Linked DNA regions of Oryctolagus cuniculus: region 1 is linked to region 2. A link is a contact called in public Hi-C data. All regions are on one chromosome and are shown on one strand. Each heading gives the region's core, a stretch centred on a gene start, on an enhancer-like site or on the middle of the called end of the contact. The rest is flanking DNA. Distances are from core to core; before and after follow the strand shown.

The links. A called contact is a pair of places that touch in the nucleus more often than the background predicts.
Region 1: a contact with region 2 is called in a Hi-C map of an unstated tissue, with 2.1 times the contacts expected there. The contact joins two enhancer-like sites. A contact is called at or near these places in 2 of 6 Hi-C or Micro-C datasets (psoas muscle and an unstated tissue).

Annotation. Positions count from the first base shown.
Region 1 is chr7:113,580,122-113,584,729 of mOryCun1.1, forward strand. All of the region lies in intron 5 of FGGY (FGGY carbohydrate kinase domain containing), which reads right to left. Among named protein-coding and RNA genes, the nearest start is that of FGGY, 130 kb to the right of the region's middle. Within about 2 kb of position 3,165, at least 3 of the 8 cell types and tissues checked have an H3K27ac peak or open chromatin away from gene starts, as enhancers often do.
Region 2 is chr7:113,274,579-113,279,003 of mOryCun1.1, forward strand. The region is part of intron 14 of FGGY (FGGY carbohydrate kinase domain containing); the gene reads right to left. All of the region lies in intron 4 of LOC138850643 (a long non-coding RNA gene), which reads left to right. Among named protein-coding and RNA genes, the nearest start is that of HOOK1, 110 kb to the left of the region's middle. Within about 2 kb of position 2,148, at least 2 of the 8 cell types and tissues checked have an H3K27ac peak or open chromatin away from gene starts, as enhancers often do.

The sequences.
Region 1 (4,608 bases), core at 1,915-4,414, 310 kb after region 2:
CTTGGAATGTATTAAATTTCATGGGTTAAAAAAAGTAAGAATTGCAAACACTCTTAAAAATCTTATTCCTTGGAATTATGTAAAATAAACACCATTAACTCAATTCTGTTATTATGCTCCAATACAACTCCTAGAGAAGCCAGCATATTTTTCTGAAAAATTGAGACACAGAGGAAAAGAATTTCAGTTAAAGAGAATGGTTAGTTCTGAGAACCTGGCATAGGAAAGATCTTTGCCTGATCAACAAACCCAAAAGAAAAGGAGGCGTCTGGTCAACAGGGGGAGAGAGTTGGAAGAATCAGGGAGAGGCCAGAATCATGGCCATGGCGAGCACACTAACACCAATGTCTGCTGTCACATGCACACGTGTGCAGGGGGTAGTCAGGTGCATGCCGTCTGCCACTGCAAGCGTAGCCCTCATGTTTCCATGTAAACAGAAAGCTTTCCATTGCCCTTCTCTACTGCTTACATTTCTCCTATCAGAGAAGGCCTCCCTTCAGAACTGTAGTGTTAGGAGACAGGGCATCCACGTAGAAAGTAAGTCAGAGGCACATACCCACCACCAATGTTCCATTGTTAAAAAACAAAACAAAACAGTGAGCGGACCTTTAGAACAGGTTTAAGGTGCTCACGTCCTGTACCAGAGTTCTTGGGTTCCATACCCAGCTTCAGCTCCTGATTGCAGCTTCCTGCTAAATGCACATCCTGGAAGGCAGCAGGTTATGGCTCACATTATTAAGTTCCTGCAACTGTCATAGGAAACCTGGATTACATTCTTGGCTCCCAGCTATCACAGATATTTCAGGAGTGAACTAAAGGTTGGGAACCCTTATGCTCTTTCTCTCTCTCTCTCAAATAAATACTTTTTTAAAAAAAAAAGAACACATACGTAAGAGAAATCTCCATGAAAACAGAAATTCTGGGGGCTGACGCTGTGGCATAGCGGGTAAAGCTGTCACAGCACTGGCATCCCATATGGGCGTAAGGTCAAGTCCCTGCTGCTCCACTTCCGATCCAGCTCCCTGCTAATGTGCCTGGGAAAGCACCAGAGAATGGTCCAAGTCCTTGGGCACCTGTCCCCATGTGAAAGACATGGTTGAAACTCTGGCTCCTGGGCATTGAGGTCGTTTGGGGAGTGAGCCAGTGGATGAAGGAGATTCTCTCTCTCTCTCTCTCTCTCTCTCTCTCTCTCTCTCTCTCTCCCTCCCTCTCTCTCTCTTTCCGTCCCTGCCTCTGTCTCTCCTCTGTAACTCTGACTTTCAAATAAACAAATAAATCTTTAAAAACACTCTGGAATCTATTATAATCTACTTGTCTGGGCACCATACAATGTTAATCAAATTTAATTACCTCATCCAAAGAATCCATATGTCCCAGGTTTTGGGGCACACTACACCTATATATGTTTGTGCTTACCACTTACTGCAAAGCCTGATATATGTTACATGCTTTATCTATGATACCATTTTTATTGTTCACAAGCATACCCTAAGGAAAGTAATATCGTCTTACTTTGTGTGTGAGGAAACTGAAACTCACGGATCTTAAGGCCCTATAGCTGATAAGAAAAAAAATTTGAATGTAGGTTGCTTTGGTTTAAAACCCATATCTCTCCCAATACAGGAGAGGCCTTTCTAAGACTGTGACTTAAGGTGAAAGCCCACAGCCATGTCTTTAGTGATTCTGCAGAGCCAGTTTACATGTGAAGCTGTCCTGACCACTGAGCCCCCACTAGTCATCCATTTCTCTGACCTTGTCCACTATTAATTTCCCCACTGGATGAGCATGTAGTCAGACACTTACTGTGTTCTGGTGGCTATTCCATGTGTGAGGAATCAGGGCTAAGTCCCTGTCCCCAGCAAGCTCACAGTACAAGGGGGCAGTCAACATGCACACGGGAACATTACAGGCCACCTGGCATCAGTAAGTTAGAAGCAAGTTATATATTTTCTCAGGGTTCTTTTTTATTCTTTATATAAATTAATTCTGCTTCTAAAATGGGCTGGAAGGCTCTCAAAGACAACACCATAGTCACCCCTCTGTTTCCCATGGCATAGTGCTGAACACATTGAAGGCTCTCACAAACCTCAGAACATGGACTGTTCATGTCTTTTAAGGTCCTGGCCTATGGTGCGAACCATCTTTACTTGTCTTTTCATTTAAATCTCCTTTCAGTTATTCCACATAGATTGTGAGGCTCCATGTCAACAAATTGAAAACATTCACACATTTTCTTCCCTCCCCGGAGCCTAGCATCTAGTGAGGGAGGCAGGCAAACATGCACCTGTACAGGTAGGGCAAGGTGGTGAGGGCTGTGCAGGGCAAGGAAGGCTTCACAGTGTAGGGGAATTTTAAAGGATGTATAGAAGTTTGTCAGGTGCATCAAAGGAGGAAAAAAAAAAAAAAAAAAAAACCTCCAGGTGGCTGGAATAGAGGCATGAAAGTACAAGGCACTGGGATGTATTTAGTGAGGCAGGGTGGCCTGGTTTGTCTGATGCAGGGCAAAGGGTGGGAGACGCAGCTGGGACAATAAGGGAAGACTGGGAAAGGTCTTAGAGTTGTTCCTCAAGGAATGAGAAGTCCCTGAAGGGATTTAGCTCGGAAGGAACATAAAAAGACCTGTAGGAGGATACTTCAAGAAGTCTGTGGGAAAATGGAATTAGCAGATAGGTTTATTTGGGTGAAAAACTTTTTGAAGTCTACGAAGAGTTTCTTTCATAGTAAGCATTTTCCATGAACTTTTTGAAGATTCCCTCTATCTGTAGGAGGCGTCTGAGAAAAGTGACTTGGAGAGCAGAAGTCAGGCCACAGGAAGGAAGGCGAACACGCGGGCGGCTGCAGTAGACCAGGTGAGGGTCAGGGAGTGCCCAGAATCCACTGGGGAACATTTTTTTCTTTCCTTCTGACATTTCGATCTTCAACCTGTCAGGGAAAGCCAGTGTGCTGAATGGCGTTCACATCTCACAAAAGCCCAACATTCTCAGACCTGTTACAGGTGCCAAAGTAAAACAAACAAAAAATTCAGATATAGGCAAACCATGAGAAGAGGCTTCCATCCCTCAGCTGCCATGAGCCTCTGCCAAGCAGTTTCCCTGGGGCCTTTACCCAGGACTGGACAGAGAAAAACAAACTCGCTGGTACAGCCCAGTAAAGGAAGTTCTGGCAGACTGCCCCACTGGTCTGGTTTCCTGATCTCTAAACAGACTCCCCTCCTGTTACTCAATCCTCTGGAGCCAGGCAAGGACTCAGAAGCGGGCTGCAGTGTTCAAAAAGGCTGCAAGCGCAACAGACAGATAAATCTGGATTCAAACACCCCTTCTGCCATGTTTACTACGTGACTTTAGATAAAAATTCTGAACTTCTGTGGGCTTTAAATTTAGTACGTGCAAACCTGGATGATGATCATTGCTTCCCAGAACTCAAAGAGGAAAATATAAAGTACAAGTCAAATTTACTATAATAGCAGGCACTCAAGAAGTATCGGTTGTCTCTCCATTTCCTGGCTTTCTTTTCATATTTGCCAAGCGTTTATACATAACTGTGATATGCAAAGCCTTGATCACAAGCCTGTCATCATAAGTAAAAGCAAGTAAAAACAATAACACAACAATCAACTTCAGTGTTACCGTACCATGGCAGAACTGTGTGGAAATAGAGTTCCCACTGTTCCTGAGATGCTAGAATCCCTCCCATCTCTTAGAGGTCATTGAATCTAGTAGGTTTCCAATCTACTTGATCAGGAGAATCATTAGGAAACTAATGAGATTACAGAGTTTCAGATTCTAATTTCACCCAAACCCACTGAACCAGAACTTCCAGGGGTTATCCAAGTTTGTTTGTTTGCTTGTGTTTTTTTGTTTGTTTGTTTTTTTGTTTGTTTTTTGCTAAAAACCCTTTAAAATTATAAAAGAAAACATCTCCTTGGGTAATGTTCACCACCATGACTTAATTTCTGGAGCTACTTTTGGCTCTAATAACCCAATCACCCTTTCTGCTCATGTAATGATCAAACCAGACCAACCTCACAGCACAATCTCAGAGCCAAGAGGCCATTCCAAATCACAGGCAGAAACAAAGTAAGAGTGAGATCTTAACACCTACCTTGAAACATCAGACTATAATAAAAAGTTAGAAAGTGTCCTTAACTTCAACTCATATCCTTCATGTTCTAATGATGGCAAAGTGCTTTTAAAAAACAGATCACAGTGACTGAAGGGGAGACGGGGGATGTCTAGTCTGTTTTGACCTCAGCCGACTGAGGCTACTTAAAGATCAAGCCATGCCCCTAGAGGTCTGCAATACCCACCCAAGTCCCCAGAAAGTGCTGGTCTTTCATTCTGCCACATAATAAATACCAAGTACATCTGCCAACTGGATATAAAACATACCTTCTTTCCTTATCAGCCCAAAAAAAGATCAGGGAGGGGAGAGGAGAGGAGAGCGGAGGGGAGGGAAGCAAAGGAGAGGAGGAAAGAAAGAGAGGTAAGTTTCAGCTATGCCACACTCTGATTCCTCCTACACAAAATCTAGACTTCGTATTATTTTTCTTCAAATATTTCAGTGTGTATCTTTAACAAAATATCTCTTAAACATAACTATAATATCCAT
Region 2 (4,425 bases), core at 898-3,397:
ATTCAAGGCACATGTGTCATTTTAACAGCTGTTCTTCCACCTCCTCCTTCCTCTTTCACTGCCTCACAATCACCACCACTGTCAATATTTACTGCATACTGCCTACACCAGGCATGTTCTCAATGCTCTTTCTATACTAGCTTACTTAATCCTTACCTTAGGAGGGCAGTACAGGAGTCATCATCATTCTACAGAGGGGACAAGTGAGTGCAGAGAGCTAAGGAAGACTGGAGTTTTGAAAGATGGGTAGAGCACTTTATATAGGTGGATACAAAGATATTTCACTGATTGAGAAGCTAGGGCTCTAAGCATTGAGGGAACATGTTCACCCAGAACAGATGGTCAACAGCCATATCCATCTAATTGCAAAGCTAGCTCCTTCTACCACATTGGCCTATCTCTTGGTATCAATATGTTATATTTGTTAGTTACTTTTATTTTTTATAAAGCATTTACATAGTCCTTATTCTACTGAAGCCTCTTGAAAATGCTTAAACAAATCTTACTTATTTGTTTTATAGGTCTTGAAATTGAATCTCAGAAAGCTACTATTTTAGTAATATTAAAATTAATGATAACTACTGCCCATTTTTGACAAGCTGACTTGCTCAGTGCAACAGAACTCAGAAAGGGCAGATGTGAGGCTCAGACTCAAGTCTTCCACTGCCAAGTCTAGAATTTGTCCCACCCTCTAAAGATGGGCCTCTCCAATGTGACCGTAGCATGATTACCCCAGCTGTGGCAGCAGAGAGAAGTTTACAACATCATTTTGGCATTCGGTTGGTGTGGCTTTTAGTGACTCAACATCTGCCATTAATTAGATTTCTTGTTGCCATGGTGATGGTTTATTGTTGTAAGGTTGATAAGATGACCAGTTCAAGAATACTATCTTCTCCTTTTTCCCTGCTACTTTCTAACAAAGTTTTTTTTTTCTTTTTTATCTTCTCACCTAATACAGTAGACCTTTTGCCACATAATATGATGCAGTGTTTCTCTAACCAGGACCCCCTGTTGCTGATAATCTTTGTAGTTCATGAGAATTTCATTTTCTTTTGTTCAGAACGGAGGCTTTGTCTAACCAACTTTGGTTCACATTTCATCTCTGCCACTTATTAGCTCTCTGAACATGAATAAATTAATGTTCTTTCCCATGCCTTCTTTTTTTGCACCTGGAGTAAGGGGTAATGAGACTTAACTGGAGATGTTATTTTGAGAATCTGATACAGTAACTATATAAATAGTTACTATGTAGCTAGTAAGATGCTACACACAGAAGGGAATTACTGGATGCTCAGGAAAAAGTAGATAATAGCAGTCTAATAGCAACAATTATTATTTACCAAGAGATGAGATGAAACAGATTTAGGATTGTCAGTTGAAGTTATTTGCTTTAATTCATCAATCAATTATTCTAATTTCTTCTTCCATTTAACTTGTTATTTTCCTTCATAGAGCTTGACCTAAGATGTAGCATATATTTCTTATTCTGTCTCTTCCATCAGTCTGGAGATGTAATAAGGACTAGGACCATGGTTATTTTGTTATCACTATACCTGAATGAACAACATTTACCGTGTACCTCTCTGTGTTGGACTACGTGTTAGATAGTGGAGATACAGAAATAACTTAAGCGGGAGTCTTACTCTTGAGTTATTTATGAAGGGTCTTCAAAAAAGGATTCATGGAAATGTTTGTTTTAACAACTATGCATGAATTTAAATTTTTGCACCGGAATAAAATCATGTTTTATTTCTCTTTCTCCATGAACTTTTTGAAGTTCCCTGGTACATAAAGGACCTGTGAAAATGACAAAATAGAAGAAATAGGGCACTAATCTGCCACTCCAAAAGAATTTTTTAAAAAATCCAATGACATTAATGGAATTAAATCTTCAGTGATCTTCTAGCACAAATGACTGATGTCAGGCATGAAATCCTCAAAGCTCTAAGCCCCAAAAATGATTCACAGTGTTAAGCCCCTAAAGTAATAAAAAATTCCCTTTGAAACATACAGCTAAAAAAAAAAGAAGAAGGAAAGAAAAAGAAAGGAGAAGGCCTTGTTGAGCGCCAGCTCACTGACTCCTCCCAGAACAGTCTGATCCCCTCTGCCAGTGCAGCAAGAGGTCAGATCCCCAGACAGAAAATCAATCTCCAAGAGTAGTGGGGTAGAGTTTCTTATCCACCCAGGCCACGCCACACAGTCTGTTTTCAGCAAGGGGGATGAGGCCCAGCGGCCCACTGTACACTCTCAGGTCAAGCTGATAGTGCCAGGAACACACGCATCTGACAGAAATGCAGGCACAGAGATGACATGGTGAGAGCCCTGCAGCCACTCTTTCTCAAGGCCTAGGCTATTCTGAGGTCATCTTATCATTGTATTATTAAGTATCACTATTCAGAGTCCCATGCTTGTGTTCCACAGACCCTCTGAAGCCGCCATGCAGTGAGGAAGGAGAGAGACTGATGGCTAAGCCACAGACACAGGCCAGGCCACCCTCCGCATACTTTATATGTTGGCTCCCATAGATTCCACTGCTTTAGGCTTGTATGAAAACTGGATCTCTTTTTTTTTTTTGACAGGCAGAGTTAGACAGTGAAAGAGAGAAAGGTCTTCCTTCCGTTGTTTCACCCCTTAAATGGCCGCCATGGCCGGCATGCTGCACCAATCTGAAGCCAGGAGCCAGGTGCCTCCTCCCAGTCTCCCATGTGGGTGCAGGGCCCAAGGACTTGGCCATCCTCTACTGCCTTCCCGGGCCACAGCAGAGAGCTGGACTGGAAGAGGAGCAACCGGGACAGAATCCGGCACCCCAACCGGGACTAGAACCTGGAGTACCGGCGCTGCAGGCAGAGGATTAGCCTAGTGAGCCGTGGCGCCAGCCGAAAACTAGATCTTGATTCTTGCAGCTTAAAGATTAGGAAAATGAAGTAAAAAGGAAAATGAAGTAAAAGGAGGTTGATCTTTTATCCAAGTCAAACCCTGAGTTATTCAGAAACCATACAGACACTAACAATGGGGAGCAAGTGAGACTCACAGGGAGCAAGTTAGAGCTAGTGCTGGTGTGCACAGGGAACTCTGTCTCCAGAGAGACACATCAGGCTTAGCCGCTGAGGCCTTCTCGTCCACTGAATCCAGGAGCTGGCTTTCTGCATCACCAGCCACAGTGGATGCCTTCTTAGCTCCAGGGAGATTACAGAGAACCTGTAAAGCTCCTCCTCCGGTTTGAAACAACATCTGTGTATCTGGCATCTACTCCAACTAAGGACGCGTGCGACCTGGACCCTGACCTAGCAGCTCACATGCATTGGGAAAGCCGACACTGAAACTTCTGAGTGCAGTGCTGGAACCAAGCACAGGGGCAGGGCAGTGTGGAATGTTCACCAAGAACCCACACAGAGAAGGCTTTCTGCACTCCACAGTATGCAGGCTACAAGGTCAGGATGTCTGGTTTATATCTGAGCTTCACCCATGACTACCTGTGTCACCTGGGGCAAGTATCTGCCCTCTGGCTCTCTGATTCAGCTTTCTCGTCTGCAAAGTGCAATCAACATCAGGACCCTAGGGATGGTTGTAAGTAGCAAGGGAGTGCTTCAACAGGGTCTGGAGCACACTAAATGAATCCTCTCTGCTTTCTTCTTTAGGACCCCCTTGAAGGTTAAGGGTCCCAGCTCCCCACCACACTACAATAGACTGGAAATTCACATTCACAGGAAAAGCCTCCTGTTTCCTAATGGTCAAAGCACTGGCTTAAATCTTCAGATCAGAACTGTCTATAAATTCTCCTCCACCACCTGTGGTGGTTAGGCAGTTTGCTGGATTGGGGATGACTGCTGCAATCTAGTTATCCAAACCAGTCTGGCTTGACAAGGTCCCCAGGCCTCAGAGATGCTGAGCGGTAGAACAGATACAGCCAATTTGGTAGGAGTTTCACCCCCAGCCATTCTACCCAACACATTGGCTCCTCCAGGCCAAGGCATCAGTTGATGGGGAGGGGCTGTTGGAGAGGAGAGGAGATGAATTAGGGCCTAGGGTAAGGTAGGATGTTTTCTTCCCATCTGTTAGGGACATTGACTCAGAAGGTGACTTCTCTGAGTGAAATAAGTCAGTCCCCAAAAGACAAGTGTATATTTTCTCTGCTATGTTGTAGATAGAGTACAAAAATAATGCATAGGAATGAAATGGACATCTTATGATTTGATTGTTGTTTTTATCCTCATTTATACTCTTGTGGAACTGTGGTCTCTCTACTTTTTATTTGTTGGATATTATAGTCAGTGGTAGTACATTAAGCCTGTGATTATAGAGTGGATCAAAATTATGCTTTTGTAAAAATTAAAGAAAAAGAAGAAAGGAAGGAAGGAAGGAGATTGAAGGAGGCAGAGGGGAAGGGAGGAAAGCACAGTTATCTTCATAGAATTGTACCTACCT